2 separate regions of the Mus musculus genome follow, and region 2 is linked to region 1. A link is a contact called in public Hi-C data. All regions are on one chromosome and are shown on one strand. The core of a region is the stretch at or near the end of the contact, and the rest is flanking DNA. Distances in the headings are between cores, read along the strand shown.

Evidence for each region. Hi-C and Micro-C count contacts between places; a contact is called where the count stands out from the background.
Region 2: a contact with region 1 is called in a Hi-C map of Th1 cells, with 2.9 times the contacts expected there. The contact joins two enhancer-like sites. A contact is called at or near these places in 1 of 484 Hi-C or Micro-C datasets (Th1 cells) and 2 of 115 datasets of contacts at active chromatin or transcription factors (CD8 T cells and kidney).

The regions. Positions count from the first base shown.
Region 1 is chr3:133,435,281-133,439,473 of GRCm38.p6, reverse strand. No RefSeq gene overlaps it. Among named protein-coding and RNA genes, the nearest start is that of Tet2, 110 kb to the left of the region's middle. Within about 2 kb of position 2,178, at least 34 of the 459 cell types and tissues checked have an H3K27ac peak or open chromatin away from gene starts, as enhancers often do. A contact at or near this core is called in Th1 cells, where this site is marked.
Region 2 is chr3:133,756,099-133,760,291 of GRCm38.p6, reverse strand. No RefSeq gene overlaps it. Among named protein-coding and RNA genes, the nearest start is that of Gm6135, 33 kb to the left of the region's middle. Within about 2 kb of position 2,086, at least 62 of the 459 cell types and tissues checked have an H3K27ac peak or open chromatin away from gene starts, as enhancers often do. A contact at or near this core is called in Th1 cells, where this site is marked.

The sequences.
Region 1 (4,193 bases), core at 929-3,428:
GCTGCATTTTCTTGGTAATGATCCAAACGTTTTGACCTTCAGTGTCAACTCTACCAAGCATCTACAGCATGCCTGGCTTTGCAACAGAAGACAAATAGGCGGGAAGTAAGGTTGGTGGAGTCTCAGCTCTACAGACTTCCTTCTGGAGCAGCCGCAGTTATAAATCTTCATAGTGGAGTGGCGTTCATGTGATTTGAGATGGTTCATGACAGCCACTGCTGACCTTTCCAGGTCAAGGCATAGGTCTTTTCAAAGGCTGCACTTTCGTCTCCCGGGTAGGTTGTAATATTACTGCATTCCAGCAACTTCTCAACCTAGAGCAAAAACTTCACTCAGCATTACATTATTATTTATAGAGGATTTGCTGTGGGTCAAACACTGATATAGGTGGGAGCTTTTCATATTTAAATTTCTGGATCTTCTCTAACTACAAGTAAGAATTATTATTATTATTATTTATTATTATCTCCAATATATAGTTGAGAAAACTAGGGTATGGAATTTAAATAACTTTAAGATTAAGATCTGAAGATCAAAGCACTGAAAACAAATGATTTCAAAGCCTGGCAGGAATCAAGGGAGTTAGGAGTTTCTTTTTCTTTTTTTTTTGAGAGAAGACTCTGACTGACCCATCGGAGCCCAGAAAGTCAGTTTCTGTTCAGCTGCTATGCTCTCCGGTCAGTCAGCTGGACAAGCCGAAAGGCTTAAAAGTCACTCATGAGGCAAAAGAGTTTCAAGGAAGCTCTCCTCCTGGAGTCTAGCATTCTCTACCCATACATTAATTTTTCATTCCCGCGTTCCATTACCATGTTAGTCTAGTGTATGGATCCACGTGCTCTCTTTCAGTATTTTCCTATTATAAGTGCTTTTTAAAATTGAATTCTGACATGGCTAAAGCCTTCCGCCAGTGTTCCAACAGTCCTAGAATGTCCTTGACCAAGATCAAGGGCTTGGAATTCAGTAAGATTGTAAAAGCTAAGTCACTCCCTTACACAGGAATTTACCCTCACTAAGGAAGAAGGAAGTTTCAGACCAAAGGAGAAATCAGAATAGATACTTAGAACTATAGCAGAGTTACACCCATACACATGTATTTACAATGGCCTAAGGGGAAGGTGGACTATACAAGAGACTAAAATAGGAACTATGGCAAGGGCGCGAAGCCCTTGACCCTGGCTTCTAAGATTAGTGAATCTTAGGTGGAGCCCTTGTTGATCCCAGCTGTTATCAATGTATTCTATCCCAGGTGGTTCCCATTAGACCTTTTGTGTTTGCATTCCTCTGTTTTATGTAACATTCCCGTTACCTCAATTGTACCTTGCAAATATGAATATGTCACCCAACTTCCTTATTGTCCTCTGCATAAAAAGTCTGAAGCTCAATTCGAAAATTACACTCAGATTCCACACAACCTCTCCTGTGTGTGTCTGTTTGTCATTCATCCACACTTTGCCCACCTGCGTCGAGAGACCCATTCCACGCAGACACAGGGACCCAGAGGGTCTACAGCATTCAGCTGGTTTTTATTTCTTTCTTGGTCTCAAGACTGAACCTCAGCATCTCTCACATACTGAGCTGAAGCTCCACCACTGAGCTACGTCCCCAGCCGTCAGCTGTCCAATACCTACAGTGTGTTCTGGGTGGACCTGGGCAAATTCACCTCACCTAGAACCATCATCATGGTCCTGTGGGTCGTGTCCCGGCTACATACATGAACCAGATAATATTTACCACCCACTATTCATTTCTCTGTCCCCTGGCAAAAGGGATTTGGGTCAGTGAGAAAAATCTTAGTAAGAAAAAAGGCCCCAAACAGAATTCGCAAGGGGGTGGTTCTGTCTTTAGTGGTGTAGTCACTAATAAATCGACCTTGTTTACTAAAATAACCCCTCACTCATGCTCAAGAAGGTAACTTTTATTAAAATCAGTGTTGCACACACAAAAGGAAGACATGACAGTAGGAAAGGACTTGGTAAGAAGGAGGGTGTTAATGGGAGAGAGTAGGGGATGAGAGAGAGAAATGTTGCTTATATAAATAAAAACTGTCCAATTTTTAAAAAGTGTTTTTAAAGGAACGAGCATGCATTTTGAGCATGTATCACATGTGCCTCTAAGACCCTGTGTTTCTCTGACTCTGAAAAGCATCAGTGGAGAACACTGCACCATGATGCTACAGATGACAGAGTGCTGGCCGCAAGCACTGAGCAGCAGCTGATGTCACAGGGCTTCTTACCCATAGTTCGGTTCATGACAGCATCGAATCACCTGCTTTCTCGGCAACCATTCATTACTAGAATTCAAGAAAAGGGGAAACCCCAGGGCTACCCAGAATGAAGGGGCAGAGAGAAACTGCTTGCAGGATGAGCTTCAGATTGTTCAGAGAAAAGGGGGTTGTTCAACTGTTCTGAGTCACTGTTAGCCAAATGGAACAGAAAAAAAAATGACGCAATAGAACATGGTTGATCCTAGAAATGGGTCCATTGCTAGGAGGGCAAGGGGGAAGCCCTGGGCCAGGAAACAGAAGAGTAGAAGCACTTTTGTCTACGATGATCTTCTGGCTACTCAAATATCACCAGCATTCTCATGGGGCTGGAGGCAGGATGGCAGGTTTCCTTCTGCCTTTAAGTTTCAAGAGGTTCAATCTAGACTTAGAGTCATCCCTCTGGTCCAGTGTGCCCGGACCTACATTGGAAAAGCAGGCAGAGAGAGGACACACAGGACAAGTTCCTTCCCAATGAAGAAATGTTTAACTTCCTGGCTTCCCCAGGGCAAAGGCAGCATTTCTAGTTCCCTCTCTCCTCTGTTCGCCTTTGTGCTTGCTTCACTGTTCAAAGATGTTTCTACATCTGGTTGTGGCCAAATTGTTGGGTAAATCATCTCTTTAGGTCAGAAGTTTTTTAGGTCAACCTGTGGGTCTCAACCCTTTTTGGGGGTTACATAACAGATATCCTGTATAACAGATATTTACATTATGATTCATAACAGTAGCAATATTATGGCTATGAAGTAGCAGTGGAAAAATTTTATGATTGGGAGTCAGTATAGCATGAGGAACTGTGTTAAATGGTTGTAGCATTGGGAAGGTTAAAAACACCTGAAGTTTAGGCGTTGTTTAGTGTTTGAGTCCAGCGGAGAATACTTTTGAACCCTGCTACAGGAAACAAGAGCCTTTCTCTGAGGATGCTGACAGCTTGGCAGACAGGCAGACCTGCTTGAAACTGGCTCTTCCAGGCCCTCACTTGAACAACTCTTAACCCTAATGTTCTGCCTGAGGTGGAAAATACAATAATAAAGACATGCTTACAGATTTTAATTAGCAAGATTGAATGACATGACAAATGAGAATGAAGTTCTTATTTTAGATAGATATTTCATTTCCAATGACAAGCAAAACCCCCTATGTCTTCTTGACCCTGCCCCCACCACCAAAGAAGAACCAAAAGCAAACCAAGGTTTTAGTAGTCTAGATGAAAGCAACTCACAGTGTGAAATTCTTGAGTTCTCATTTTTATATTTTTCCATACTAGGAAAATAATTTGTAATGAGGGAAAGAGGAAGAGGTGGATGGAAACACACATTGATCTGAACACTGCTCGACTGGATTCCTAACCACCTGGAACATTTCAGTTTTGTTAGAAGGAGGTTGTTCTATAGCACAGTCCAGCCTCAAGGTCACTGTGTAGCCTGAATTGACCTTGGACCACTGATGATCCTCTTGCCTTGGCCCCTAAGTTCAGAAATAACAGACATGAGCCACCATGTCCAATTTCCTATAACATTCAGCAATGACCTCAGAGACACCACATCTTCTCCTCTTGGCATGTCACCTAGATAAGTCCAACAGAGAAAGGCACAGACATTTTCAACTTATTTGTGTGGGGACATTTGTGCCTGCCTTCAGGGTAAGGATGCTCTTCCAGATCCAGGGGCCAACTTTACCTATAAAACAGAGGCTTACAGACCCCTGGAGTTCTCTTCTCTGTTGAGCTGGGACATGGGTTAATGGCAATGGCACCTGCCTGATTTGATTTCCCCAGATCCGACTCCCAGTCTACGAACAATTTAGTAGTTTGTTTCATGGTGCGAAGTGGAAACTTCTCTGCGTGGCAGGTCATGGCCCATGAAGGTCTATGTTTGTCCGGGAAACACTTGCTGAACAAGCACCTGGGGTTTGCACCTGTCTTTCTGAGGCC
Region 2 (4,193 bases), core at 837-3,336, 320 kb before region 1:
GACTTTATATTGCCTTTGCCATTGTAAACATCTTCCATTTGATGAAAGCTGAAAGAATTATGCACACACACACACACACACACACACACACACACACACACACACACACACACACCAGGTCCTGGATACCTTTCTTCTACTTTTAGCAATGTTCCTTTACCCTCTTCTTAATATTGATTGTGGCTGTTTTAATCATGAGATTAAATGATGGGTGTTGATCATTATCCAGTACAAGATCTGCACAGGGGAAACATCAAACCTGCTGGGATGCATTGCTGCAGTGGCTAGGTGGGTCCCTAAGCTATGCTGACACGCAGACATGAAGAAGGAAAAAACCCAAACCTTTTCTTTCCTGCTTGTTTTCAGAAACTGATTTAATTAACTTGGAAATGCTGAATGTTGATGAAATTTCCCCCAAATGCCTAAATAAACTTTCAAATTGTTCCAAGATTTGATCTCAGTTTCTGAGAAAGTGTACCCAGAAGCCCTTTGGATCACAGGGCAACCTGGATGTAATTAAACATTCCACCAAGTATTGTTTCACTGAGAATCAAAACTCAATCGCCCAAATTCCTAAGTATAAAATCCCAAACATCTTTTCTCTTTTGTTTCTCAGATGTCACCAGTTCCACTGAACATGAGACTCTCACCTCCCTCCAGCTTGAGCCTTCAGCTTCTCTCTGTGTTCTGTGAGCCAGCCTCAGAAAAGCCAGTTCTACTGCTCTCCCAGACAGTCCTGGCCTGTGATGTCACATGCTGCAAATCTGGAATGTTATTATATTACATTATGTTAAATATGACTTTAACATTCATTTACTAACTAGCAAACACAGTCCTTAAACTGACTCTCCAAGACAAAGTCACTCTAGGGTATGGACTTCCTGTCCAAATCTTTCATATAGAGATCCTGTCCATATAACACACAATTTGGTTAAAATGTACTAATGATCATGGACTCATGTGACTTACATATTAAGACTGAAAGCCATGGCTAGAGAAGGACTGCTCTATTTGTGCCCTGCCCATTTGGAACAGGTAGAGTCTATTATGCCCAAGAAACAGCTCCCAGATCCAGTGCATATCTTTAGTATATTTAGGGGTTTTGGTTTGCTTTTGATTTTGTACTCATAAGACTTTTTTTTCTCTAATTATTACTTTTACTTTTCACACCCAAAACTTGTTGCTGGTGTCTGACCTAGTGTGAGTTAAGAAAACTATGATATTTTTCTTATTTTTCTTACTGACATGAGGGAGGAAGAAGAAGAGGAGGAAGAGGAGGAGGAAGATAAGGAAGAGGAGAAGCAAAACAAACAAAACCAAAACCAAGTTCAATTGTGTTGCCAGTATACTCACTGGAGCATGATAAAACTCCCAATGGTCAGCCCCTTAAAGAAAACTGTGTCCTTCCCTACCCAGATCCCAGCCAGAAGCCATCAATGTGGAGAGCTCTGCTTTAGCATCGTTATCACATTTTTTTTAAAGAGTTCTCTTTGATGTCCCTCTTTCACAACTGTGGGTCTGCAGTCACCAATGTCACTGCAAAAGTAGCTTCCTAGTTTTTCAGTCTTGATTCTGGCACTTCATCAGCAACTACAGCCTAAAGTTATTTTTCAAGAGAACTATGTGGGTGGCACGGCTGACTAACAGTGAAAGTCCTCTTAGTCCCTTCTCTGGAGTATTCACCCTCTGACTGCTATGGGTGTGTTTTTCCTCCGACAACACAGACCTCCCCTTGGATGACAGCTGAGGAGCGATCTGACTTCACTTCTCACACCAATTGACTCACTAATGACTGTGACTGCAGCTGATGATGGCCCGGAGGTCAGGCTGACCTGTGCTTTGGTCTGTAAATCTCTTATGATAATGCTATCTTCCAGAACTACATGCAGGGTGGCAGAAAGGTGTCTGGAAGAACATCAGATGCAGTCTGAGTTCTCCAGGAGGCTGGTTGTTTTCTAACACCCGCTCTGAACTATGGGAGTGGGAACACTGTATATTTTAAATGCGTCTGTTGTACAACTGCTGAGTTCAGAGTACTCTTCGCAAGGGCTGGGTAATCACGCAGATGGTGTGCTTCGCGACCAAAACCACTCGCTGTAGATGCCACATTCTGAGAGAACATGTAAACACTTGGCATAGTTGGGGGAGTTTCAGAGGTGTTAGATTCATTTAGAAAGTTACAGCTTTCTCGGTGACAGCTTCTCATTCGAGGCTAGCAGGATTAATTCTTGCTTCCTTATTTTTATTCTTGACATTCCAGAAATTGCCACACAACTTCCTGATCTAACTTGAGTTGAGAGTTGTGTTTTTCCTGTTCTCCCCTAGCTTAAGAGGGGTGGGGGCGGGGGCTGCTATACCAACAAGGAGTGCAGAAGCAGAAGGACTGAGTGACCAGGGGTAGCTTGCATTACCTCATGTGTGCAGCGGAGTTGCCAGGTCTGTGTTTGTGTGCCTTCCCCACAGTTTTGTTAATGCCAGCAGCGGCTCTCAGCATTTATAGTCTCATCCCAAACTTACTATAGAAGTAATAAGAACTAAACATATTTCCTTTAAATTTTCACTTATTTGTTAAATAGATTAATTAAGGACTTGCTCAGTATAAAATATAATCATTCTCTAGGTCATTATGCAGAATTTAAGCCTCCTAGCAGGAGCTAAGTAATAAAGGTGTGAAAGGGGTCTGGCCAAAAATGTCTAGAAGAGACAATTACAAAGACAAGACATGGCAAGGTGTCTGGAATAACTGATGGACGGCCCAGAAAAGATGTGGCCAGAGAGGAGCCAGTTGAACAGAGCAACATGGAGCTTGATAGCGAGGAGAGATTAAAATGACACAGTCACCCTCCTGCATAAGCCCACATTCTAGACAGTATAATGCACCATCACATAGGAAAATAACCAAAAAGAGACCGAAGCAGTACTGTCATGGGAATATAGAGGACTGTGGGAACAGTTTTATGAGTATGTAACTGCAGGTTTTATGGAAAAAACAGCATTTACATTGGGTTTTTACAGAATGCCTAAAAGTGTAGCAACCTAGGGGAAATGGGAACGAAAGAGATAAGCCAAAGATCCCCCATCTTCATTCCTTCTAAGTTTATAACATACAGAACAACCACTGGCCCACATAGATCTGAATGAATGAATGAATGAATGAATGAATGAATGAATGAAGAGGTCATTTGGTTAGCACCATAGAATTAAGCGTCTAGAGTATGCCTTACACCTGAAGCACAATTCTCCAGATTATATTGTGAGGAAAAAGCACAGTTAGGGTTTGTAATCAAACGGAAACAGGGACATTAGAAGGCAAAATCTCAGGGAGTGACCCTACAAAGTCAAAACAGACAGAGTGGAAACAGTGGAGGACATCGGAGCCTGACACTGAGGAAAGTTCGTGCGGGCTTCATCACGGCCCTCTGGCTCACTTCTGTAATGATTCTCCCCACTTTTCTATGGAAAATCTAGGAAGAACGTGAAATAAGAGCATCAAAGAGCTGACACAACAATATCAGCCCTACTTGTGCCTTCTTTAATGTATTTGTTTTAATATGTAAAACAAAGCAAAACAAAACAAAACAAAAAAACTGGGCTTTGTTCTCCCCCGCACCCCCTTGGTGTATATATAGAAAAAAATACTAAGAAAAATAATGTCGTTAGAACTAATTCTCACCTGATTTGGTATAATTTTCTAAAATATCAAGAAGTCAAGGAAACTTCCAGAAGCAAATAATGTGTGATGGTTGTTTTCTGTTAGCGCACTAGCAGCTGCCTAAAGAGTAAAGCCACTAGTTAAATCTTTTAACATGGGTGTTGGAGGCGGACAACACAGTGCCTGGGTCCCTGCTACGCTCACTCTTCACCATGGCTGTCTCTTCTTCGTGCTCGTAGTGTGCAAAAGCATGACGCGTATGTGACTCTCCATTTGGCCAGAGAAATAAACTGTTTCCAGAGTTTACTGCACTCTGTGGGCGTACCCTACTCTTCACTGATTGAAGAGAACCTGCATTCCCCATCCTTTAGGAGACACTCTCACTTCACCTTCTCCACAAACCTTTTCCTCAGTCCCTAAGTGCTTCACAAGTCTCTGTGCCCGATTGTGTATCCTTGGGGGATGCCTCATAGACATGAACAAGAAGTACTACACAGGCCACGTGCAGCCACAGTTTTGGCTTTTCTCGTGCTCTGTAGCA